4 separate regions of the Mus musculus genome follow, and regions 1, 2 and 4 are each linked to region 3. A link is a contact called in public Hi-C and HiChIP or PLAC-seq data. All regions are on one chromosome and are shown on one strand. The core of a region is the stretch at or near the end of the contact, and the rest is flanking DNA. Distances in the headings are between cores, read along the strand shown. Region 1 has its middle 23 kb from the start of Gm51549. Region 2 overlaps Pmfbp1 (polyamine modulated factor 1 binding protein 1). Region 3 overlaps Zfhx3 (zinc finger homeobox 3). Region 4 has its middle 110 kb from the start of Gm39242.

Region 1 (6,114 bases), core at 563-3,062, 530 kb before region 3:
TTTCCCTTACAGCTCTTGATGAACAAAGAATTAGGGACTAAATCATATGTATTCCCCAGATTTCTCTATAGAAGTTCTAACCTCCTGTTTCTCAGAATGTGGGTATATTTGAGGAGGAAGTCTTTAATGAGATAATCACATTAAAGGGCCCAGAAGGGCCAGCAAGACAGCTCAGTGGGTACTTTACAACCTGAGACTGACCCCAGGATCCACATGCTGGAAGGGGAGAACGGACTCTTAACATATTGTCCTCTGACCTTCACATGTGCATCTTGAAGTGCACACAGACACACAAAGTAAATAAGTATTTAAAAACTAGGTCACTAAGGTGGATTCGAGCACAGTATCACTAGTATCCTCTAAGAGCCGAGCAGAGTCTGGAAGCACAGGACACTTACGATGAATACAGCAGAAGATGGTTTAGAATTACAAGTTCAAGAGCAGCTTAGGCAGCTTAACAAGAGCCTGTCTTAGACTAGATTAAAAAAAAAAATTAAAAGTAGCTAGGGGTTGGGTGAGGCTCATGAGACCCAACCCATGGATCTATAGGCAGTTTATAGATACTGGAGTAGCCCATGATAAACTATTGTCTACTTGGTTTTGATGAAGAAATGCCTAGAAGGCAGCAGGTGTTATGATCGGTCTCTGTGAGGTCTTGTGAGCTTCACGGGGGACTCTGAGAGGGTGCTCTAGTTAGGGAAAAACTGGCATGGTTTAAGTTGGGGACTTTTCTAATGTTCTCTGAAATTTCAGGTGGTAGTCATTTGGGATTAAAAAAAAAAAAAAACTAGGTTAAGTTTCAGAGAAAGGAGAGACAGATAGACACTCCCCTTGGGAAAACTAAGTCCTGCCCAGTTACTAAGGGAAGCACTGGAGAGATGGAGCCATGTTCTTGGTTATCAAGTTTAGAGCATCTGGAACTGTTCTCCACCACGTATGAATTCCATGTCTACCAAGGGATGACCAGGCGCGTGCACACGTGCGCGCACACATGCACACACACCTGCAAAGATGATTATTTGGTCTCTCCTGCCTAGAGTGTCTTGATTTTATTTTCTGTTGATTTTTATTGGCATAAAACGTTTCACTTTTACCTTTCTGCATTTATCACAATGACAGGGACATTGAAATGGTGGCTGTAAATGAAATATGTATGTATCCTGAAGATATTTGTGTAATTTAGGAAAATTATTCTGCACATTCATTCAAAGGAAATGGCTCCATCCCTGTCTTGCTAACACCACGAAAAGCCTTCACTAATCGTACCCAAACATAAGAACGAGCACACATTACTTAAACATACCAAATACACGAACATATAAATAGTGTTTAAAAATATCTCTTACACAATAAATTACCATCACTATGTTAAAATACCAATTCTAGAGAAAATTGATTTAAGAAAAATAGCTAATCACAGTGCCCCATAAAAGCAGCATTTTTTTTTCTATAGCATTTAATTTTCAAGCCAAGAGATTCGGATGCTTGTCTCATTTTGTGCGTTCCATTATAATTTTTTTCCATTCATTTGCTGAACAATCATCTTCTAAAACATCCCACTTCTGCCGTGGTATCAACTGGCGAGTTACCAAAAAGATGTAAATGATTTAATTGAATTAGTTTAATTAGGTAAATTAACAGTTAAGCATATCACTCACAGGCTTGTTCTGTTTATACTACGTTAGGGAGATAATTTAGTGCGGAAGCAGGAGGAGGGGCATGACCAAAATTCCAATGTAATGAGCCAGATTAGCTGGCAGAGGGAGAAACACAAAGATAGCAGTTGCTGGCACTACGTCTGGGTAAATAATTCATGTGCTCGAGTTATTACGTAACATAGACAGTCAAAGGGATAGTCAGGAATGAGCAGGCAAAAATACCACTGTGAGAGTGACCAAGGTTCCCTGGCCCTTCCAGAAACATATTTTCAGAAGTTTCTAGCCTTCTTGGGCTAATTCAGACAAATTGAGGTGATGCATAGCAGCCTGGGGGAGGCAAACATCTGAATGAATGCTGAAAGAAACAAATAAGCTATGGTTTGATTGCTATGAGTATATACCACTAAATTAAGCAAAACAGGCTGCTTTAACCATGAGACTGCATTCATTCTTTGTTGGAGGCAGGAGGTCTCATACATCATAAAATATTTACCTACATCCCTGAGATCTACCTATCAGAGGCCAGTAGTACTTTCTTTCTATTGCTGACAAGCCACAGATCTCTAGAAGTTGTCAGTTGTTCCCAGGGCAGAAAGGCCAAAAATGCCTGGCTGAGAACCCCTGGAATAAGCCTATTCAATGTTATGTAAAATGAAGGTGTGTGTGTGAGAGTGTCTGTGTGTTATGTGTGGATGTGTTCATATATGTGCAGAAGCCCAGGTACATGCATGCTTATACATGGGAAGGCCAGAGGTCAGCCTCAAGACTCATTCCTCAGGATCTTTCTGTCCACCGTGTTTTGTGAGACAGTTGCTCACTAGGACATGGGACATGCCAATTCTGTTAGATGCCTGGCTACTGAGCCACAGGGATCCACCCATCTCTACTTCTTTTTTGTTTTGTTTGTTTGTTTGTTTGTTTGTTTGCTCTGGGTAAGTTAGACTTGAACTCGGGTTCCCGTGCTTGCTTGTAAGCACTGACTGACAGGGCTCTTTTTTCCATTTTAGGAGTCTTGTTTTAGTGAATTGTTCATGGAAAGATGTAACATTCATGGTATCTCTATCAACCTTATGGAATCTTACTTAAAATATAAGAAAGAAATGTTGGTTACTTCTAGTAGGGTTCTGTTATTCTTTCTCACTGACCCATCCACTTATTCATTCAGCTGGCAGCTGTCAAGAATAGGTGTAGAGTCTCAGTGTGTTCAGAGAGGGCTAATACCTTCTTCATATGTGTGAATGGCAAAGCCAAACAGTGAGTGTGGATGCTGACAGATGGGGGAGACTCAGGACATCATGTGCATTGGTGAGCACCTCGAGTAACCCCCTTTTAATTCTGTGGACACAGAAACATGAGCCACCACCATGGCATCAAAAGCTGACATTATACACAAGTGGGCATAGTGACACACTGGAAATTCGGAGCGTGGGGACTAAAAGTCCAAGTTAACTTTTAGAAAGAGCAACATTATTTTTTTAAGGCCACACCCATTGAAGTGAAGGCTGATTTAGCCACTTACCAGCAGTGCTACATGGGCACACTGCTGAGGTCTGAGCTCTTCTGTCCTTACCTATAAATAACAGTAGCATCAGTGTACATTTAAGTGAGATGGGTTGTAAAGGTCCTTGGCACTGTATCTGCCCCATAAAAGTCAATCAATAATTATTAGTTCTCCCATCTTTAGCTAGTCAGCCTCTGCTACCGTCTCCCTTGTGGTGGGCGCAATGGAAAGCACACAGCTATGAGGTTTGCGTTCCCAACATCTGGCTTGCATTGTGGCACATCGCTGAAGCTGTCCAAAAACCTTTGCCACTGGATTTTGTTTACTCTAATGCTGAATGTTTAAATCCCTTAAATTGGTACCGTCAGTTTGACGTCCATGTTAATCTTCCATGAGATTTTTGGATCTGGAGTCTGGAGGTGGCTTTTTATACCACATCCATGGATCTGGAGCCAAACATCACCATCATTACTGCAGGAAACGGGGAGAATGTGGGAGAGTATCCACTGGGGGAAAAATAGTTGTTGTTTTTTTTCTTTATATATACAAAAGATTTTATATGTTTTGCCAACCGAGTTTCTGGCCATGTATGTGCCTTCAATGCTGGTGTTTTTAGTCTGTTAGGAAATGGACAACCGAGCCCAGGGGAAGACAGACCTGTTTCCCATTTGAAAATACCATCAAAACCGAACCCCGACCCTTTATGCAAAATGTACCAGACGCACAGCTCCGTGTATCAGATGGAATGCAAGGATAAGCTTTCTTCTTTGGGATTTGGACATGTCTCCTCCTCACACACATGTTCTGAAGTGATAGATGTGTAATGAAGAGAACATTTTTCAAGAACACACTTCCCTTGTCAGAAACATGTAGTGAACACCCTGGACCAAGTCACCTTCTTTCCTGCTACTCTGGCTCCATACTCATCATCCCTTCCTGTGACAATATTATATTCCAGGAGTCCAGGCAAGGCGAGCCTTTGGCAATGTAGTCTTCAGGATGGCCGCCTGACTCTAGTCTTTCCAAAAGACACTTCCCAGAACTCTTTGCTCCCCTGCCCCCAGCTCCCACTGATGGAGAACTGGAATGTTCTTCAATCTCTTCCATACCCACAGATTTATTTTCAGATGTTTTTGTGATTGGTGTATGCTGTGGCTATGATAACACAAGTTCAAATTACTCCAGATTGAAAAGGTCAGTTCCCCATGACAGATCATCTTTTTTGGTATTTAGAAGGTTCTAGAAGGAATGATCTCTAGTATCTTCATCCCACAACTCTCTCCCTGTCTCTGCAGCCTTTCTTCCCTTTTATAAAACATTTATTCTGAAACTGCTTTAGACAGCAGAAAAGTTACAAAAGATGAGTTGGAAGAGTCCCCAGGCTTGCCCCACCCAGCTGCCCCCCAATGATAGCATCTTAGGTTACCATAGCACAACTACCAAAATGAAGAGATTAAATTCCTCTCGATGGGTGCAATACTATTAAGAAACGACCGATCCCTACTTTGATATCACTGGGTTATTTTATTGATGATGTCTTTCCGGTGCTAGGGTCCAGTGCAGGAGCTCATTTGGTGGCCATGTTCCTTCCTTCTCTGGCAGTCTCTGGCAGTACCTTTGTGATGCCCCATCTCTCACAAGATAGACATTGAAAAAATTACTGGCCTCTTTTTTATTAGAACATTTCTCTGTGAGGGTGAGTCTGTTTATTCATGGAGACAGTAAGGCTGTATCCTTTGGATAAGAACATCACAGAAGCAGTATGCCCTTCTCAGTGGGTCCTACCAGAAGTACCAGCATCACTGTATCTTAAAATGGACAGTAACTCTGGTCACGTGGCTAAAGTGGCATCTGACAGGCTTTCCCACATAAAATCACCTTTATGCCCTGGGCAAATTTGTTGGGGGAGCCCCTTTACCACTGTATGAACACCTGGTTTCCTCCACAAATGTTGCTCTCCTAAATTTGACAACCCAGGCAGCAAAGCTCTGGCATGCAGTGATTACAATCAATGGCATCCTCACAGGGACTTCAGGGTCCTTTATTCCCTGTGCACAGTGTCCTTGTAATCTGGCTCTCCTTGGAGTCTAGACTCTCACCTTACAGGGCTTTAGCTGGCCTCACACTCTAGTCCCCCAAAAGCATTCTGCCAATCTTTAATCAAAAATAAGAAGTAAGATCAGAAACAAACAAAACCCAAGACCAAACATTTAAAATGGATGATAGTTCGGTTTACCAGGTGACAACTTATTACTGCCCTTTGTACTTCTGTCTTTGCTGTGCTGTTGACAGAAGCCAGGTCCTCATGGTTGCTTGGCAAGGGCTCTACCACTGAGCTACATCTCCGGCTCATCCCCTTCTGGCCCTGAAACTCTAGGATTCTGGGATGAGATAGGGAGTTGTGACAGAATTGGCAGCTGCTATCACAAAAGTGACCCAAGAGTGGGGGGACACAGGGCAGCAACTGCACCAACGGGAATTCTCGAAGGGAGGAAATGGCCCATGAATCTTTTACAAGCACCAATGAGGCCGACATTAATAATACTTTACACACTGCAGAAACCCCTGGCAGCCCTACTGGGAAGAGCTCTTTTGTCTTTGCCGGGCCTGGAAATGGATGAATCAGCCCTTTTCTATCCAGATTGAAGAATCCATAGCACGTGTTTCTCTGTGTGTTTCATTACTTTGTTTCAGACTTAATACCCATTTAAGGCTTAATGGTTGCTGAATTACACTGCGTGTAAAACACAATTTTTAACAGGGCCGGTTAAGAGCTGGAGTTTCACTTTCATCCTCTATCGAAAGCTCGCAAAACATCCAGACGTAAAGATGCAAAATTCTCCTAATCCCTCAGAGGCAGAGCTGACTTCTGCTGATTTACAACAGAGAACCCATTTTTATTGCTATTTTAAATATACAATGAGAAACTGCTGGGTTATTTTGGTTGTGTTGCTA
Region 2 (5,938 bases), core at 343-2,842, 640 kb after region 3:
ATGCATGCAATGCCTACGGAAGCCAGTAGAGGGCATCAGATCCCCCAGGACTGGAGTTACAGATGGTTGTAAGCCACTATGTAAGAACCAGGAATTGAACTTGGGTCCTCACTGGGCCATCTCTCCAGCCCCAAGATCCATCTTTTTAAAACAGGTTCTATGAGTCTAACGCAAGTCCTTGAAAGCACTGTATGGACCGAGCTATCTCCCCAGCGCAATCTCCCCAGCCCAGACAGACATCTTTGCATCTATGAAACATATCTTATCTACTTAGCAGGTTCCGGAGCTTTTTTTTTTATATTGGCGATATGGTAGCCATAAAGAGAAACGAAGCTGGAGAGATACCAAGCAGCTCAGAAGGGGCTCTGCTCTTCCTATCAGGGAGGCGGAGATGTGCGCGTGCACATCAGCAGCTATGACAGAGCGCCCAATTCCTGTCTGCCTCCTACAGTCGCGCATCTGTGCATGCCAGGAACAGCCTTGATAGTGATGTTCTTGTTCCCTAAAGATAGCCCGCCAGAAGGATTCCATCATGATTCTGCAGACACAGCTGGATTCGGCTATCCAGAAAGAGAAGAACTGTTTCCAGAACATGGTTAGTAAAGAAGCTTATGAGGAACTTGTGCGGAAGTCGGGCAACTGCCAGGACGACCTGACACAGGCCCTGGAGAAGGTGAGGCCACGCAAGGTGAGGCCACGCCCACTCTCTGCCAAAGAAGTAGTCAAAGAAACTCGGGGGGGGGGGGCTACGAGTGGACAGGAGTCAATTTCTTGTATGACTGACACTCTTCAGTGCTTTTTAACCCTTGCCCGGACAGGGCGGTCTGTCCAACGAAGGCCTGCGTTCTCTTAGTTTTATATGTTGGTGTCCTCGGCTTCGTTGTAGGGTGGCAGAGATGATAATATCGAACCAGTCTTCCCGCTCACTGGTGATTCACAGACAGGGTTTTTCCCAAAGTCTGGATTATCAGGGGAATCCATGCCCCGTCTCTGGTGGTCATGTCTACAGATCGGTGGGGAAAAAAAAAAACAAAAAACAAAAAACTGGAAATGGAATGAGGAAGGATGAAAGACTGGGAAGAGAGGTGAAAGCCACCTGCTCTCCCTCCCCTTCCCTCTGGACCACCTGCAGCCTGACCATGGGCACCACCACAGAGAGGGCCTGGGACCTTCTGTACTAAAGACTCAGCCGAGAAGACCAAGGGCCCTGGAGGCCACTCTAATCCACTCTGTGTTTTCTGCTGAAAGCTCACTCAGGCAACCTCAGAGACAAAGAGCCTGAATCGCTCCTTGCAACAGACCCAGGAGAGGAAAGCTCAACTGGAAGATGAAATCGCGGCTTATGAGGAAAGGATGAAAAAGCTCAATATGGAGTTAAAAAAACTGCAGGGCTTCCAACAGCAGAGCGAGCAAGAGGTGAGAGTTTGGGGGTGGGGGAGGGGACGCTCACTCGGGCTCCCTTCCTATTAGAGGTCCACAAGGTCACCTTTTGCAGGCAGAATTATTTAGCACTCAGCCAGTACCCTTTGGCTGCTGGGTTCACTCCACCTTCTCTGCTTGTGGACTGACAGGCAGGCAAGGAAGGAAGATCAGAGCAGGGGCGCCCTCTGCTGGTCACTGGAAATTAAAGGCACACACCCCTGTACTCCCCCCAAGCCAGTCTACTCCTCCTTGCCTGGTCCCGTCTTCCCTACTACCCCTCCCCAATCCCCTCACTTTGCACTCCTGAGTAGGTGCACAACTTTGACAAGAAGCTGGAGGAGATGAGCAACCAGGTGTTGCAGTGGCAGAGGCAGCACCAGAGTGACCTTAAGATGTTGGCAGCTAAGGAGTCGCAGCTCCGAGAATTCCAGGAGGAAATGGCGACCCTAAGAGAGAGCCTCCTTGCAGATGAGAAGGAGGTGGGCACAGTTTGGATTCTGTCACTTCCTCTCCACCCCTCCTGACTGGGCAATTTGGGGGGATGGAAGGAACACACACTTACACACACACACACACACATACACACACACACACACACACACACACACACACACACATGCATTATTCAGCAGGGAGCCGAGTCTGGATAGTTCTGGGTCATTTCTAACCAAGAGAAGCCTGGTCCCAGCAAAAGACTGGGACATCAGTTTCCACTCACAAAGATGCCCCCCTCCCACCCCTACCCTGGTTTGCTGCCCTCTGAGCATGTCCTGCTAGTTTTTGCCATCCAAGCAGATAAGAAGCTTTCTAGACAAGCCACACATCCAGCAACCAGAGCAGGGACATCCACGGCAGACCACAGGGCCCTTGCTCAAATGAAAAAGAAGCACCTCTTCTTCCTGGTTGTCTTCTTCCGTTGGCTGTGTTTATACTTGTTCTAAAACACTGCTGTTTTAGAACAAGTCACTCCACTGCCATTAGCCTGAGAATCATTACTATCAGTGTACATATCAGCCACGAACCGTGCCTCCTCCGAGGTGTCACCACTGTGAGTTACGCAGGTTCCTCATGTGGCAGCTCTAGCCTCAGGTTGGGCAGCAGAGCTGATTTTTTTTTTCTTTTCTCAGAAAGAAGAATCCAGTATTTGGGGGAGGGGGAGGTAGCAGTCGGTGTTCTCATCCCTTATCGTCTTGTTTTTCCTTCCTGTGTGTAAAGCCGTACTCCCCGCCTGCAAAGCTAACCCCCAAAGAAACCTGCAGGCACCACCGGGAGAATGACCAGATTATGAACAACGTGGAACAATGGGCAAAGGAGCAGAAGTGAGTATTTGAGACAGAGGTAGGGTAGGTCCCACGGCCAGGAAGAACTGAGAACCACAGTGACAAGTCAGTCACACATGCTTGCCGGAGAACTCACTCACAAGAACTGAGAATCAGACAAGAGGGGTCTGGCCCTTTCAGGCCATCTTGCAAACCCTGCTATATAGCAACAGAGTAGCATCCGACGGGAAGGCCCGTTTCCAGGAGGTCCAAGCTTCTTCTTCCTAAGTTGGGATCCAACCTTGCAAAGCCTGTAGCATAGCAACAGAGTAGCATCAGAAGCACAGAGCCCGTTTCCATGAGGTCCACGCTTCCTCTTCCTAAGTTGGGATCCAACCTCACTTGGAATCCAATCCCTTGTAGACCAAGGCATTAGTAGAATGTGAGTCCCTTTGTGACTGACAAGGCTCTCCCTCTAGGGAAGAGGTGATTGATGGGGGGCAGGAGGGGGGCAAGGAGCCAGCAGAAACCCTCCTGGGAAGACCCAGTGCCCATCAGCCAGCTTCTCGCAGCTCTAGGGAAGAGTCATCCCTCCCCTGTGTGTTTTGTTACAGGATTGCCAATGAGAAGTTGGGAAACAAGCTGAGAGAGCAGGTTAAATACATTGCCAAGTTGACTGGCGAAAAGGAGTAAGTCTTCCTCCCTGGACAGTTGCCTCTTGGGACCACCCCTGGTTGATTGACATTCTGTATGGGGACCAGCCCCCCAGGAAAAACAAAACAAAACTAAGATCCAGGCAGACCCTGAGACCCGAAACAGTTCCTTTGCAACACTAACATGTCACTTGACTATACTGACAAGGGACCTTAATACCTTCCCCCTCAATGGCAATACAGTAAGAGATCACACACCTCCTTCTTCCACTCAACTCCTGTGAGTTTCAGAGGCTGAGGGCATTAAGAAAAGAATGAGTAGTGGCAGACAGGACTATGTGTATGGACTAAGTGGCTGGAAGAGATGTCCATGAACGAAGGCGAAAGGAAGCCATGGCTCACTGCTTTCAAGGCAGGAAGTCCAGGTTGAAGGTTCCTCTGCTTGACCTTGTCCTCGGGAAACTGAGGCACCTTTACTTAGGGTCCTACTCTCCCTGTGACCCTGCTTCACCTCCTGGTCAAAGGTTTGTCTATTGGGAGTGAGGCATGGCTGTGTAAGGGAGGTTGAGGACAGAGGTGAAGAAATGAGTGTCTAAAAGTGGAATCTTGGGGGTGGTGAAGGTTCAGGCAGTGACATGGCCTAGGGTAGGGGTTCCCAGGCTTTTTCCATGGAGCATAGAGACTACCATGATTGACAGTCCAGGAGGGTGTGGAGAGGGTTTGCATGTGTCAACGTTGGCCAAAGCAGCAGTTGCCTCATGCTCTGTTATGAGGGCTGAGAATGTCAATGTCTCTGACACCTGGATCCCATCTGGGGCTCCTGGGAGCAAGCTTCATCCTGAGCTAGGATAATGGGTTGAAGAGAAGAACAGAACCACCGTGAATGGAGAGTACAAAGCCAAGGCTGGGCATAGGATGGGCTTTTCGGAATATAAAAGACACACATATACTGGTAGAAGAGAAGGGTCCATACTAGACCCTGCCTAGGGGCACACGGACTGGCGAGCTACAGGAAAAGAGGCAGGATATTCAGAGAGCAAGTGGATAAACCATGTGACCAGTGAGGAGGCTGGGGATCAACCCTGTCACAGGATTGCTCTAAAAAGGACCGCGACACTTTCCAGTGGAGGGGGGAACGTTTTGTGAAAAGATTTAGCTAAAATAACAGTTGTCATACTCTCAAAAGCCCCACACCCAGTGGCACAGGCCACCATAGGTTCAAGGCCTGCCTAGGCTACAGATCTAGTTCAAGACAAGACTGGGCAATTTTGTGAGACCCCGTCTCAAAAATTAAAAATTGGAAAAAAAGTGCTGGGAACATAGTCTAGTGGTAGAATACTTGTATGGTTTGAGCAAGACTCTCAGCTCAATCTCTAGGACTGACAAAAAAAATCAGAATGTAATAGATAACTACAGGCTTTTTAAAATATTTTACTAACTTCCAGAGAAAGCCTTTTTCACCATGAACTCATTTCTAAAATTCCTTGGTCTTATTTGGAGGGAAGCCATTCTAATAATAATAGCAATAATGATAATAATAATAATAAGTCAACTAATAATTGTTATTCGGTATGTGGGAAGCAGCATTCTAAGTGTTTTTCACACATTGTCTTAATCTTTGAGAGACCTCATGAGCTGAGAATACAGGCACTCCTTGACTTAAGGTGGGGCTGTGTCTGGATAAACTCATTGTAAGTTGAAAATGTTATCCATGCAAACACGCATTTAAAACTCACAGTTTGCTGTGTGTAGCAGCTTAGTCCCGCCGTGGCCTGTAGAGCATTGGCTGTGGTCGCCTGCAAGCTCCAGCTCATAGCCATTTCCCAGAATCCCCTGAGAAACCTGGGCCACATCTCACCAGTCTGAATAAAAAAAAACAAAAAACAAAAAAACAAAAAAACAAAAACCATCCAAGTTTAGAGCATGCTTTCCTATTGTGTATCATTTTCATGCTGTTTATGAAGCCAAAAATAGTCTAAGTCGAAGCACTGAGCCAGGGCTTCTTCATTTCCAAGAGGAAAGAAATGAACCCAAAGGCTGAATGTCTTCCCCCTGTCCCTGTAGAGTCTTCTGTCATCCTCTTCTCTCAAGACTTGCTAGGAGAACTCCATAAGCTGATAATAGTTGTCATCTATTAAGCCACGGAGAAGACACTAAGTTACCTTTCCTTTGCCCTATATCCCTGTCTCTACCAATGCATCTGTGAAATGGGAAGAAAATAATTGACCGTGTTCTCAACAGAGCCAGGAATCCTATACGTTCTCCTCTCCCAAAAGGGGAGTAGAGAGATCTAGAGCGTTGGCTTTGGGTGAGAGAGCTTCCCAGACAAAGCTGTGAGCACTCAAAGTGAGAACAGTTAGAGCAACCTTCTAGTTCTGTCTGATTTCCATCATTTGTCAAACTGAATCCTTCCAAAACAGACTTAATTGTCCCCATCAAAAGTATAGATGAGGGCTGGCGAGATGGCTCAGCAGGTAAGAAGACTGTTCTTCCGAAGGTCCTGAGTTCAAATCCCAGCAACCACATGGTGGCTCACAACCACCCGTAATGAGACCTGATGCCCTCTTCTGATGTCTCAGAAGACAGCTACAGGGTACTTATGTA
Region 3 (5,918 bases), core at 2,401-4,900:
TATACATATACATATACATATATATATACACATATATACTTGTTTTTTACATAAACAAAAAAATACAGTAAGATAAAACAGAAACTATCACCCCTATCACATCCACTCTAGGCGAATGTTGAACTCTTGATGGGAACTTTTCAGGGTACCCACGCATCTCCCGGAAGGTCCTCCCAAGACAACGCTCCAGACTGAGTCGGGCTGCACACCAGATGGTACAGTGGTTTTATAAACTCTGTTAATTTAGAGTTCTGCTTTTAAAGAATAGATTTATTTCCATTTTTATGTGACGTCTTTGTGTTCGCTCAGGTATGCATGCCACTTGTACACGTGCCTGCGGAGCCGGGAAGAGGGAGTCAGGTCTGTTGGAGCTGGAGTTACAGGCAGTTGTGAGATGCTCAGTGTCAGAACTGGGAACTGAACTCTGGTCCTTTGGAAGAGCAGAAAGCATGCAAAAGTCCAGACTAGAGAGATGACCATGAGATGAAGGGCACGTGGCTCCTCTTGCAGAGGATGTGGGCTGGGTTCCCAGCACCCACATGGAAGCTCACAACCATCTTTAAATTCCGGTTCCAGGGAATCCGTTGACTTCCTTTGACCTCGCAGACACCAGCCATGTACACGTGGTTCACAGACATACTCAGTCAAAGCACCTGCATGCGTAAAGTGAATATTTTTAATTAAGGAAAATTAAAACCTTAGTTGCAAGCCAATGTGTAGACATTTTTTAAAGTCCCTATTATTACTACGAGAGTTCATATTTGTGACATTTACTCGTGTCAGAGAATGAGAGCAAAGTCACGCGTGTCCAGGGGGACCTACGTGAAATTTCAGACGATAGTTTTCAGTAGTACCGGTGCAGCTCCTGCTTTCCCTGTGCGTCGTGGTTTCGCTCCGTTATTACATAAACCCCATTCACACAGAAGCACTTCCAAACAGTAGTGGTTTTAAGTAACCCGACTTGCAATCTCCCAAGAGTTTTGTCAGGCCAACGTGTCAAGTGTTTTAAGCAAAGTTCCTAACAAAACTAGTTACCTTGGCCCTCCGGCTGGTTAAGAGAACTCCAGTGAATTAAAGTTTGGCTCATGCACTTGTGCTTTGCTATTACAGTATTTAAGATTAAATCAGAATTTTAAAAAAAGGAAGGCAGAACTCCTGTATTTGTGGGTGCCAGAGAGCAGTTCAGACATCATATATTCTTTGACGTATATTGGGATTTTTTTTTGCCATCAGAAGGACCCAGGATTGTTCTCATTGGAAGTAGAGACCACTGTGTCACCCCCAGCAGGCGCCCCCATACAAGCCTTCTCCTATGCAGAGAGGAACTTCCCCAGTGAGGCCTCTTGCTTGCTTCCTTCTGCTGTCTGGGAGGATGACACCTACCCGGGGCATTGTCCTTGTTTAGGACCAGACTCTTCCTCTGTCCCGAGACTGTGGAAGTGCTGATGTCCCACTTGGAAAAAAAAATGTCATTTTCTATTTATAAAAGAGAGGAAACATTTCCACTGTTTATCCAAGAAGCCCCGAGCTGTGCTTTCAAACGCTAAGAATTACGTCCCCCATCATGGCCTCAGCCAGCGCCTGTGTTCTGTCACTGCTGGGGAAACGGCTGCTCTCTTTCTCCATGACACCCTCTCCTCGCTGGCTTTTGTCGCTTGTACAAACTGTCCTTCAACTAAATGCTCGTGTTTGCGAAGTTTACAAATAGCATTAGTACCACAGAGTGGAACAGTCATTTCTTCCTTTTTTAAATTTAATTTTAAACCCCCCCCCCAAAACAAAACAAAAGAAAACATGCTTAAACTTTAGAAACAGGCCTGGAGTAATATTTCAAGTGCTGGTTTTGGCGGTGAACTCCAGTTAGTACTTTGAAGACTGTGTCTTGAGAGCTAGGCAGTCTCCATGTTTTTTCTCAAAGCCGAAGGCTTGGCTCACCCCCTCTGCCGTCGTGATAATTCTCTGGCATTCGTAGTTACTAGAAGTCACTTGGGTCCAGCTCTAACTCTGCACACCCCATGTCTGCAGCACCCCAATTCTTTTCTAAAACAGTGCACCTAAACACTCACTGAGCCTGACAACATCTCCCCGACTATGGCTGCCATCATATAGGTATGGTTGAACTGGTCTATTGTATATATTTTGAAACAGCAGAGTTCCGCTTCTGCATGTAGGTTAGCTGATCATGTGATGCCAATGGGCAGTGGTTGTTGCTGATGTGGTAGTCTTTTTGTATGCAGGAGCTCAGATTGAAAGATGTGTGTGATACTATTTTCAACTCATGCCTGTAATTGCTGGGTATTAGTGCGCGTGTCCACGGTGCACAGAACAGCTGGTGTGACTGCTCCGAAGAGGCCAGTGGCTTGAGACAGTGCCCTAGATTGTCCCAAGAGCTGATGGCTGGAGTAGGTGTTTTCATGCTGGTCCCATGGTTGCGTGCGAGCATGGCCAGGTTCCAGCCTGGGGATCAGACTGTTGTGTTGGCCCCTTCTGCAGACACATCTGACTTTTCCAGTCCTTCTGTTTCCTGCCCCAGTCCCTCCACTATCTCCCTCCAGCTCATAGCCGCCCCCCCCCCCCACACACACACACAACAAAACCATTCTGTCATCCCTAAAATATAGAAGGATGGTTTTCAAATGCAAGAGCAGGGGAAAGAAAAGGACATTTGTTTTCTGTTAGATGAACCCTGAATAGCACCCAGACCAGCTGGGCTTTGGTAGACAGCTCAAGTCCAGGCATGCTGGACATGGCTCTGTCTCCTGTCCCTGAGCAACTCGGAAACCGAATGGCAGCCGCTGGCCAGGAATTGATTGAATTAATTGATATGCCAATAAGAGAGCTTGTTACATCCACCATTGGTTAGGAGGCCAGCTAACAAGTCTCCTGATCAATGGCACCAATAAAGATTTCATCCATTAATGAGCAACATGGTAATTAATGTTATCCATAAACCAATTAGCCTAGCTAGCTAACGCGCAGAGATTAGCCCAATGCATGGCATCACAGAAAGCGGGCAGATAACTAACTACCCATGTGGCATGGTTTGGGTCTTCAGGAAGCTCCACGGAAGAGATCCTAGCCCTCTGCAGAGTGTTCTAGGTGGAGAAAGGAAACATCTCTGATCCTGGCAGAGAGAAAAGGCTGCCAGCTTGCTGAGCCCCAACACTGGAGTGCAGCAGAGCCCCACACCTGGAGGCGCAGCTGGATAGATGCGTTTCTCTTCCTACCCTTCCGCTGAACAGCCTTCCTACAGGTCTCCAAAGGGCTGTTAGGGGTGTAATGGAATGACTGAGTCCCCAGGTCACTCTGGTCCCAGCTGGGCATGTTCTCCCTGAGGACACCCCATCTGAAGCTCACAGGCATTCCCCTGCGCTCCTGGAGGGCGGGCCATGGCCTCTTCTGGGAACCATGAGCAAGGTTGGTAAAGTAATTAAGCCCCCCAACCCCCACGTTTCACTAGGAAGAATTTTTTTTTCTTTTTTGCTAAAAGAAAAGAGAAACAGATGATTTGAAGCCGGGGCCCTTTCCCTTCCCCTGGTTTTCTGAAATGACATCAGTGGGGTGATTGCCAAGTATAACCTGGCAGCCTGGCGGCTCTGCCTGACTGCCTGAGATTTCTGGGGACCATGCAGCTCGCCAGCTCCAGCCGTGGCAGCATGCCAAGGTGACGTTCCGTGACTAAGCAGAAACAAGGGAGAGGGAGAGAGGGAGGAAGAAGGTATGTGTGGTTGGGGAGCCGGGGGAGAGAGTGGTCTGGGCAGGGTGTGGCATGGGGAGCCGGGGAGCTGAGGAGGCATGCCCGGGGGCACCAACTCAAGAGGCTGGATGTCAGGGGAGCACACTGGAAGGCCAGGAAGGGTTCCTTGGGCACTGCCTGGGGGTGGTGGTGGCACAGGGCAGCAGCCACGGATCCAGCCTGCGAGATTGCCGAATGAAGGGGTCCTGACTTCACAGGGAACCAAATGAGCCATGCACAGGAGCAGCCCAGAGGGCCTGGCCATAGAAGGAGGTGGCTTAGGGAAGCTTTTAGCAACATCAGGCCCGGGTGGTTCTCTGCAGCGGAGTTCGCTTTGCATTGTTAGGTATTGACCCTCAGAGACCCCTTGTGGATTCCCTAATTGAAAATTAATACTAGATCAATGCCATGAGCAATTTGCATATTGATCATAAACAACTTTGAAGGCACCGAGTGTGCAGTGAATCAATAGGGCCCCTGAATAGGCGGCGGAGGGAGCACCTCCCAGTACAGTACACTCCAAGAAAGGTTAATGCTTTGGGAAGTCCCTAACTGCTCAGTGTGGGGATCAGCCCCCCACACTGCACAGCATCCACAAGAGCAATTAGGGTCAGACCTAAGCAGTCGCCCCTCGACCTCCTCTGCTCCCCATCCCCAAACCCAGAGGTGGGGGCGGCTCTCTGTCTGTGTGATTCAGGGGCTGGACAGAAAGAAGGGTTTTTAGCAGTTTCCTTTTTTGGAGATAGATGAAGCCTTGGGGTGGTTTATTCTGGGAAATGCACTGTAAAAGGAACGAGCCAAGCTAAGGCTCCAGTGATTGTCCTGGCCCCTTCCCCAAACACAGTTTTGGTGAAATGAAATGGGGGGTGGGGTGGGGTGGAGCCTGGCTTTGGCGAGCTGCCTCTTCTGGCTTTTGCTCAATGAGGAAAACCCACACTAGCTTTTCCTTGGACAGAGTTGGCCCAGTCTTTGCTTCCTATTCATTGAGTTTCCACTTTCTGGCCTCTACCCCCCAGGCTCTATCATTTGCCCCCCACCTTGGGGGGGGGCATACCTTCCTGACCCTGCTCTGGCTCTCAGCCTAGTCTTTCTGCCTTTGCTACATCCCTGGCAGGCCTGGAAGGGGCTCCCAAAGGTAGGCACTTTTTACCTGACTCCCACTGCCTCCTCCCCCCTGCCTGGCCTGTCTCCAGTCCCTCTCCTCTCTTGGCGAGCGGAACAGCAAGTTGGCCAGCCCTGGTGAGAGCCACACACAGCTCTGTGCTTTTCTACCAAACCTGGCTGTCCAGCCATATCCCTGAGACAGGGAAGAGGGAGGCCTATGGAGCCAACCACAGAGGGGAGTGTGAGTTCACTAGGAGAGGCCTCTCTTCTGTGCAGGGAGCTGAGCAGACTTACATCCACAACAGCCAGTGTAAGAAAACACAGTTCCCCACCCAACTCTGAGTTTCTGTTGATTGTCCCCCTCCGAGTTCCATAAGGGCTAATTCAGGGCCTCTGTAGAGGCTCCTGTTACATCACAGGCAATACAGCTTTTAGAAAAGGGATGCACAAAAGGATCTGCCATGGTGGCTGATGTATGTATCTTTGTGCCATTACAATCCTGGATTCCCCTGCCGCCATCTTGAATCCTACTCTCATTCCTCGTGTTATCCTCTCAGCTGCCCCGTGCATGTTTTTGGCGCCTGGTGACCACTGCTGGCTTACCAGGCATCGAGACATGTCTCAGTACGACACCAAGCCTAGGCAGCGGGTGGGTGGTAGTCCCCTTCCCATGTGCATCTCTTCACCCTGGAGCCGGCTTTATCAGACTCACGTGTATTTATCAGCATATGGTAGCCTTTCTGTGGGGAAACTTTTTGGGGGCCTCCATGTGAAGAGGACTGCAACCAAGGCCAGATGCCATGGTAGTTGGGCCCAAGGTAGTGTGTGCTCACAGGAAGATGTAATGAGAAGGAGGAAGAGGAGGAGGAAAAGGAGGAAGAGAAGTCGGTGGCCGTGTGTTCAAAGACTCTGGCCCTGCAGTGGCCAACAAAACCTGTCAGGCCTTGGCCTCCAGAACCTGTGTGACCCTTGCCTTCAGTCACTGCTCTGGCTGGCCTTCGTGCCTAGGGTAGGTGTCACAGGTGAACAGCCAGTGGGCTGACAATAGATGGCAGGGGAGTGTGCTCCCCTGTAAGCC
Region 4 (6,142 bases), core at 1-2,500, 950 kb before region 3:
TCATAAAGAATATATAGAGAAAGGGCTTTTATTATTAGTGCGTAGATATATATTAAATTGCAATCTCTCTCTCCCCCCTCTCCTTTCCCCCTCTCTCCTCAACCCCCCCCCACTTCTCTCATTTCTTTTTAGTTATTGAGAGAGAGAGAGAGAGAGAGAGAGAGAGAGAGAGAGAGAGAGAGAGAGAGAGAACTTGGGAAAAAAATCTGCGGACATGTTCACACGTTTTCATTACCAGAAATGTACCGCTGAAAACTGATCAAAGCTGGGAAAATCACGGCGGCGGCTGAAGCCCCCATCTCCAGCCTGTCTGTTATTATTACCCAGGTATTACCACAAATGTGATTCAGCAAATAAAGCCCCTGGCTGCCTGGCTCCCTCTGCAATCAGCAAGCCAAGTGGATCTGCCATGGGGTTTCCTGAAGGGACTCCTAATTGTCTTGCATGTGTTTGTCTCCCAATCTGAATATTCCTGGCATCCGGGAGACTAGTGGGAAATGTACAGATGTCTCCAAGTACACATGGAGTCCCTATATGTTTTTGCCTTTGTCAGTCACCGTATGCGAGAGAGATGTTTTAAAGCACAGAGCCCAGGTTCTCCTTTGTAAGGCATTAAGCTATGACCCTCCTCCTCTCTTCCCGCCCCCCAGTAGCCCTGGACTTCAAGATGCCTCCTTGACTGGAGCCTAACATGGAGTTGTCTTTTTTATTTTTTATTTTTTTAAACCCAGTCACAACACAGAGAGAGGAGGAGGAGGAGGAAGAGAGAGAGAGAGAGAGAGAGAGAGAGAGAGAGAGAGAGAGAGAGAGAGAGAGAGAGAGAGAGCCTGAAGGATGGGTCTCAAAAATTGTAAAGGAGCCACAGGGAACCCCCTTTGCGAGCTACAGAAAGCAGGCTAGCTGAGGTAAGGTAGATGTGAAAGTCTTTCTTTTCTTTTTTCTTTTCTTCCCTCTCTCTGTCTCTTGCTGGTGTGTCTCCCTCTCTGCCTTCTCCCTCCCTCTTCCTAAGCGCCCCCCCTCCCCTTTCCCTATGTATTCGTGTGTTCTTCTCTCAGTAGCTTGTCTCTCTTTGGATCTGGGAGGGTGGCTGGGGTGGGGGGAGCCACCTAACTTCTTCCCCGCTTAAGCAGTCTGAGAATGGAACTCATGTGAATATGTAAATAGGACTCCTGGCCGCGTTGCCGACACGTGTATGTGTTGTATCTTCCCCCCCACCTCCCTGTCTCAGCGTCTGATCTTCAACAGATTGCTGTTGTTTCCTCTGATCGCGAGCACAGCGTGCTGGAAAGAGAGATGGGGTGGGGGGGGGGGGAGGTGGAGATTGGAGGGAGTGTGTTGTGGGGCTGGGAGGGAGGAAATCATGACAAGATTGCTGTGACTTTTTTATATTAATGTGTGGCTTTTTTCCCTAGCTCATTTGCATGTCAAAGTGGCGGAGGTATGAGGGCACAGATTAGTATGGAGATGACATAATGATGTAATGAATTAAATGTGATCACTTCTCCCAAGCTGGGGGTGAGGTGGGGGTGGTGGTGGGGAGGACAGCGAGGTGGGGAGGGGGAAGCTAGTGTCAGACAGCCAGGGTGAGCCAGCAAGAGGGGAGAACTGCTTCTGATCTGCACCGTGGTTGATTGATGTCACCGGCTCGCGGAATGCATCTTTTTATTGTGATGATGATGATGGTGATGGTGCTGATTGAGATGATTACACTTATCGTTAGTGTGAAATTTGAATTTTAAGTGGTCAGTGCCAGATCTGCACCCCCAGCCCCCCCCCCCCCCCCGCCCAGTGCACATGATTATTTGGTCCATCAGTGCAAACCCTTCACTGTCAAAATCTAACACCACTCTAGCCTCCGCTTTTATTTAAAAAAAAAAAAAAAAAAAAGAGGACGGTGCAACCTCCAGGAAAGAGAAGATGACTAATTTGTGATATCACACAGAAGGCTGGATTACAAGGCCTTTTCATGGGGCTTCAGTTCTGGTTTTGAGTAAGCAGAAAAGAAAAAAAAAAGAAAGAAAGAAAGAAAGAAAGAAAGAAAGAAAGAAAGAAAGAAAGAAAGAGAGAGAAAAGAAAAAACAGGAGGGGAAAGGAGATTTAAAACATTTTTATTATGAGAAGAGAAAGACAGAGACAGAGGCAGGAGAGAGAGAGAGAGAGAGAGAGAGAGAGAGAGAGAGAGAGAGAGAATCTTTCACTATATCGGTAGGGTGGCCAAGGTTTTCACCATTGACAGTAAGGAAAATGCAATTTCATCTCAGGCGTACAGCGTTATCTCTCTTTAATAACAAAACCAAACTAGGCTGATTGCGAACAAAGCAAATCCCCAGCCAACCCAGTGTGAGAAGCAGCAGAAATCGGGACATTTACCGTCCTCCTTTAGCCTGTTTTATACGCAACACCTGAAAATGTGCATACAGCAGTTGCAAATGGGAGGAAGGGGGAGGCTCTCTCCTCTCCCCTTAAAAATGTGTGTATAATTAAAAAGGAAATGAAGAAGAATATACATATAAACTCCAAAGATTTTTTTTTTTTTTTTAGAGTTGGAGCTTTATTTTTGGTCAAATTCATCCTGTGAGCCAGCAAGTTTTCTTTGACTCCTTCTAGTATCCTGCTCCTTGGGATTTCCTAAGGTATAGAAAATCGGTATAGCAACTTGGAACTAATTGTCCTTGTTGCAATAGCCCGGATGGTATGAAGGGGCACTTAGGAATTCACAGACGTCACTAACATTAATTTATTGAAAAAGAAAATCCAAAGCAACTCCATTAGTTGTTTTTCCCCCCTCCCTTGTTATTGTTAAGGGCTTTAAATGGATTTCCTAATTGGATAATTTTATTCACAAAGAATAATACACAGATGGAAAACAAGCCCGGACGCTGGGATGGGGGCGGAGTTGGCAGGCAGAAAGAAGGAGAATCGTCAGCGCGAAGCAGCAGGGTCAAGTTCATGGAGACCCTTCTCAGAAGTTATGCTAAGAAGGGCAGAGGGTGCCGGGAACAACATGGATGTGAGAGCCACCTGACCCCCGGGCCCGCGGGAGGCAGATGGGTGTCTTAAACATGTTCAGACAACACAGCGGAGGATGCGTTTGCCTCCTTTCTGTCGTGTTTAAAGTAAAGCCCGCCATGACTGGGGCTTGTTGATGATAGCTGCTTGCCGTGCAGCCCAACCTCAGGTTTCTTAAGTTGCAGGCATCCCCGGGGTTTCCCTTCTCTCGGGTGCTGTGATCAGATCTGCGTTTCCTGTCTCCCAAGTCCATCGTTTTGTCGGCGGCGAGCTGGGCTTCTGACATCTCTCTTCTCTTACCTGGTTGTGTTTATTATAGACCAGATCCCAGTGAATGCCACACACAGACACTATTAGTAGCAAAGCGTATCAGGTCCCCTTCTTATACCCGCCACCTGCTAAATACATGCAGTGTGAGGGCAAAGTTCTGGAGTCCTGGTCCTTCTGCCTCCACACCGGTATCCTTATCCTTTCATTCCCCAGGTAGCCTGTGGCCTCCACAGCGTCCTGCTTTCTCCCTGCCTTAGTCCTCTATGCCAATAAAGAAGAAAGGCAGCCATGAGGATTGTTACTATTGATCTGCCCAAGGGGATCATTAGGCGTCCGTATCAATCTACAAATCAGTAGGCCTGTGTTACTAGCCTGGGCAGTCATTGCCAATTTGTTCCTATTAGATGGCCGAGCCTGGAGGTGTGTGATGAGCAGTCGGTCTTTATCTCTGCGCTGGGTTTACAGGCTTGCTGCCAGATGCCAGAGTTCACTCGAGTTTTATTTTGGGGAGTGGACGTGGTGGAGGGTGCATGTGAGATGAAGAGGGGTAGGTCTTTGTGGATTTTCTTTCTCAGTCTGAAAGCTGCCTGCAGACTGATTAGGCTACCAAGGTGGACCCCACCCTGTTTTCTGCGAGCCGTCACGAGTGGGGAGTGGCCCCCAATATCTTCCCAAGAAAGCTGCCCATAGAAACCTTTAGCAGAAATGGTTGTTGTTTTGTTACACCCCCCCCCCCCCCCCCGCCCCGTTCATGGTCCCCATTCCCCCTCCTCTTCTTCCTCCACTTCCTTTGCTATCCGCAGTGTATTTACTGTTGGGCAGGTGACATTTTTCCCTGATATTTTCTCTGTAGTTCAATTAGATAAGGTAAAAGTTAAAGCTACGGGTAATTTTGTTTGGGCGAATCATATTTACCTTGTCTCTTTGAACTAAAATCTAGAAGGCAAGGCGTTCGGGGCTGCATTCTTTATTACTGCTGTGTTTTTAAATCTTTAAAGATCATCTTTGTCTCTGGTCTTAGGCTCGGAAAAGAGCAACAGCTAGAGCAGAAGCCCCATTCTGTTTCATGCAAGTAGATCGTGAAAAATAAAAATTACGTTTCCACGGAGGAAGGGGAGGAAAAAGGGATAATGAATAAATAAGCACAATTTATGCCGTTACTGCTGCCAGCGTGACATTTCCTCTTCATTATTTTGTGAAAACCTCAATTTTAAACCTGGTTTTACTCACTCCTGATGTGAGCATTATTCAGTATAAATATCTGTCCATTGCCAGGCCTCGATGAAGCTCCAAGTGACATTTTCTGCTTTATAGCTTGCAACTGGGGGTTGGGGGAGCAGGAGGCAGGGTGGGGTGGAGGGAGGCAGGGAAGGTGGGCTGTGCAGAGATGGAGGGGAGGGACTAGGCTGCATCCACTTCCTGGGAGCTGTTTTTAATCCTGCAGTGGTGTTTGTTCCTTGTGAATAATAATCTCTTTTTCCACCTGGGGCTCAGGGGTGGTGGGTCACACATCCCAGCCTAAATTAAACACTTAGACAAAAAAAAAAAAAAAAAAAAAAAAAAAGTGCGTATCTGCTCCTGAATTGGTTTATTGCTCAAGAGGCAATAAAGTTCTGTATTTTCTTAAAAAAACAACAACAAAAAAAAAACAAAACAAAAAAAAAAACCACAAAAAACAAAAAACCCCAACGTTTCAAATTTTGATTGTTGTAAATGAGACAAAAGTGTTTATCAATAAAGGCCAATTTCTGAGAGCCCTGGGCCTGGTTTTTAGGTAGTCCGTGTTATTTCAGCTCACTCTTTCAAAACAGGGAGGGCTTGTCTGATACTTCAGAGGAAGAGCTAGTATTGGCATTTCTTCCCGTGTATAATTTTGTTACTGTTTTTCTCTTCTCCCCGTCCCTCCTCCCTCTGAGTCCTCCTGGCCCTGCTCCAATGCATCCCCACCATCACCCCCTCCTTAAGACACACACTCATCTGAGGAGACCCCCCTGCTCTCTGTTGTTAGCCTTGGGTAGCTCACAGACGTTCATCCAAGTAAGCCCATCTGTGTGGCTCTGATGACTTTGGTAGTGAAATCATCCTAATTTATCACAAACCAGACATCCAGCCCACTTTTATCTTCGCAGAGCGTGTATAGAAATCAGTTTGGAGTGGACTCAGATGAGTGTTGTGAGAAATTATCTTGCAAATATTTATAGGCAGTTCCTTTTGGAACGGGAGTCTCTTTTAGGATGGCTGCCATGCCGCGGAGAAAGAGTCAAGTTTGAGGAAGCTGCTGCCCAAGCCGCTGCTTGGTTTCTCAGGAGGGCTGGGAATTCAAATGGGGTTTGCCAGGAATACGCTGTCAAAGCCAGATGGATCTGCGAATAAACTGGTTATTTAATAATTCCGAGGTCCTCCTCCCCTCCCCCCACTCTGTCTGAATCAATGAGAACTTTACAGTGTACAAACCCAACAGTCCAGGTGCCCAGTCTGAGGCTCCTCTGCTGAAGGATACAAAGTAGACCTTTTTTTGGCTGTGTCTTTGTAGTGGCAAAGACAAGCCCATGATTTTTCTCACCACACAAGGTCTGATTACTTAGGGATGCTGATAGTATGTTGCAACTTCATAGAAACTTTTTTTCAGGGAGGGGCTGGCTCCCTACCTTGGTCGTTTAGAGTTGGTCATGGCTCTAGCTAGCGGGGACGTTGCTTTCCTCTCTTTCATCTCGACAGAAAACATTTGATCTCTTAAGGTCCCATGTCTTTACCCATGTAGTTTTCTAGTTTCCTTTGGTTTATTTAGTACGGCTTCATGGGTAGGTACCATTCCTCCGTGGAAAAGGTAATAATTCTTAGCATGCTGTCACAAGTCTCCTCT

Evidence for each region. Hi-C and Micro-C count contacts between places; a contact is called where the count stands out from the background. HiChIP or PLAC-seq counts read pairs in DNA pulled down with a chosen protein or histone mark.
Region 1: an H3K4me3 HiChIP or PLAC-seq map of embryonic basal ganglia shows a contact between it and region 3, with 4 times the contacts expected there. The contact joins two enhancer-like sites. A contact is called at or near these places in 1 of 484 Hi-C or Micro-C datasets (myocytes) and 2 of 115 datasets of contacts at active chromatin or transcription factors (embryonic basal ganglia and embryonic stem cells).
Region 2: a Hi-C map of cerebral cortex shows a contact between it and region 3, with 6 times the contacts expected there. The contact joins two enhancer-like sites. A contact is called at or near these places in 1 of 15 datasets of contacts at CTCF or cohesin (large pre-B cells), 5 of 484 Hi-C or Micro-C datasets (the Ba/F3 cell line, cerebral cortex and cortical neurons), 1 of 115 datasets of contacts at active chromatin or transcription factors (astrocytes) and 1 of 9 other capture datasets (embryonic stem cells).
Region 4: a contact with region 3 is called in an H3K4me3 HiChIP or PLAC-seq map of embryonic basal ganglia, with 7 times the contacts expected there. The contact joins two enhancer-like sites. A contact is called at or near these places in 6 of 484 Hi-C or Micro-C datasets (the N1E-115 cell line, cortical neurons, embryonic fibroblasts and 2 more), 8 of 115 datasets of contacts at active chromatin or transcription factors (astrocytes, craniofacial prominence, embryonic basal ganglia and 5 more) and 1 of 9 other capture datasets (embryonic stem cells).

Annotation. Positions count from the first base shown.
Region 1 is chr8:108,367,504-108,373,617 of GRCm38.p6, forward strand. It overlaps a transcript of Zfhx3 not described here. Among named protein-coding and RNA genes, the nearest start is that of Gm51549, 23 kb to the right of the region's middle. Within about 2 kb of position 1,813, at least 35 of the 459 cell types and tissues checked have an H3K27ac peak or open chromatin away from gene starts, as enhancers often do. A contact at or near this core is called in embryonic basal ganglia, where this site is marked.
Region 2 is chr8:109,535,304-109,541,241 of GRCm38.p6, forward strand. It overlaps Pmfbp1 (polyamine modulated factor 1 binding protein 1), which reads left to right. Exons shown (of 21, transcript NM_019938.3): 15 at 509-673; 16 at 1,249-1,416; 17 at 1,734-1,901; 18 at 2,638-2,741; 19 at 3,296-3,370. Among named protein-coding and RNA genes, the nearest start is that of Dhx38, 28 kb to the right of the region's middle. Within about 2 kb of position 1,593, at least 24 of the 459 cell types and tissues checked have an H3K27ac peak or open chromatin away from gene starts, as enhancers often do. A contact at or near this core is called in the Ba/F3 cell line and cerebral cortex, where this site is marked.
Region 3 is chr8:108,892,996-108,898,913 of GRCm38.p6, forward strand. All of the region lies in intron 4 of Zfhx3 (zinc finger homeobox 3), which reads left to right. Among named protein-coding and RNA genes, the nearest start is that of Mir3108, 41 kb to the right of the region's middle. Within about 2 kb of position 3,651, at least 138 of the 459 cell types and tissues checked have an H3K27ac peak or open chromatin away from gene starts, as enhancers often do. A contact at or near this core is called in the Ba/F3 cell line, the N1E-115 cell line, cerebral cortex and 1 more, where this site is marked.
Region 4 is chr8:107,941,796-107,947,937 of GRCm38.p6, forward strand. No RefSeq gene overlaps it. Among named protein-coding and RNA genes, the nearest start is that of Gm39242, 110 kb to the left of the region's middle. Within about 2 kb of position 1,251, at least 25 of the 459 cell types and tissues checked have an H3K27ac peak or open chromatin away from gene starts, as enhancers often do. A contact at or near this core is called in the N1E-115 cell line and embryonic basal ganglia, where this site is marked.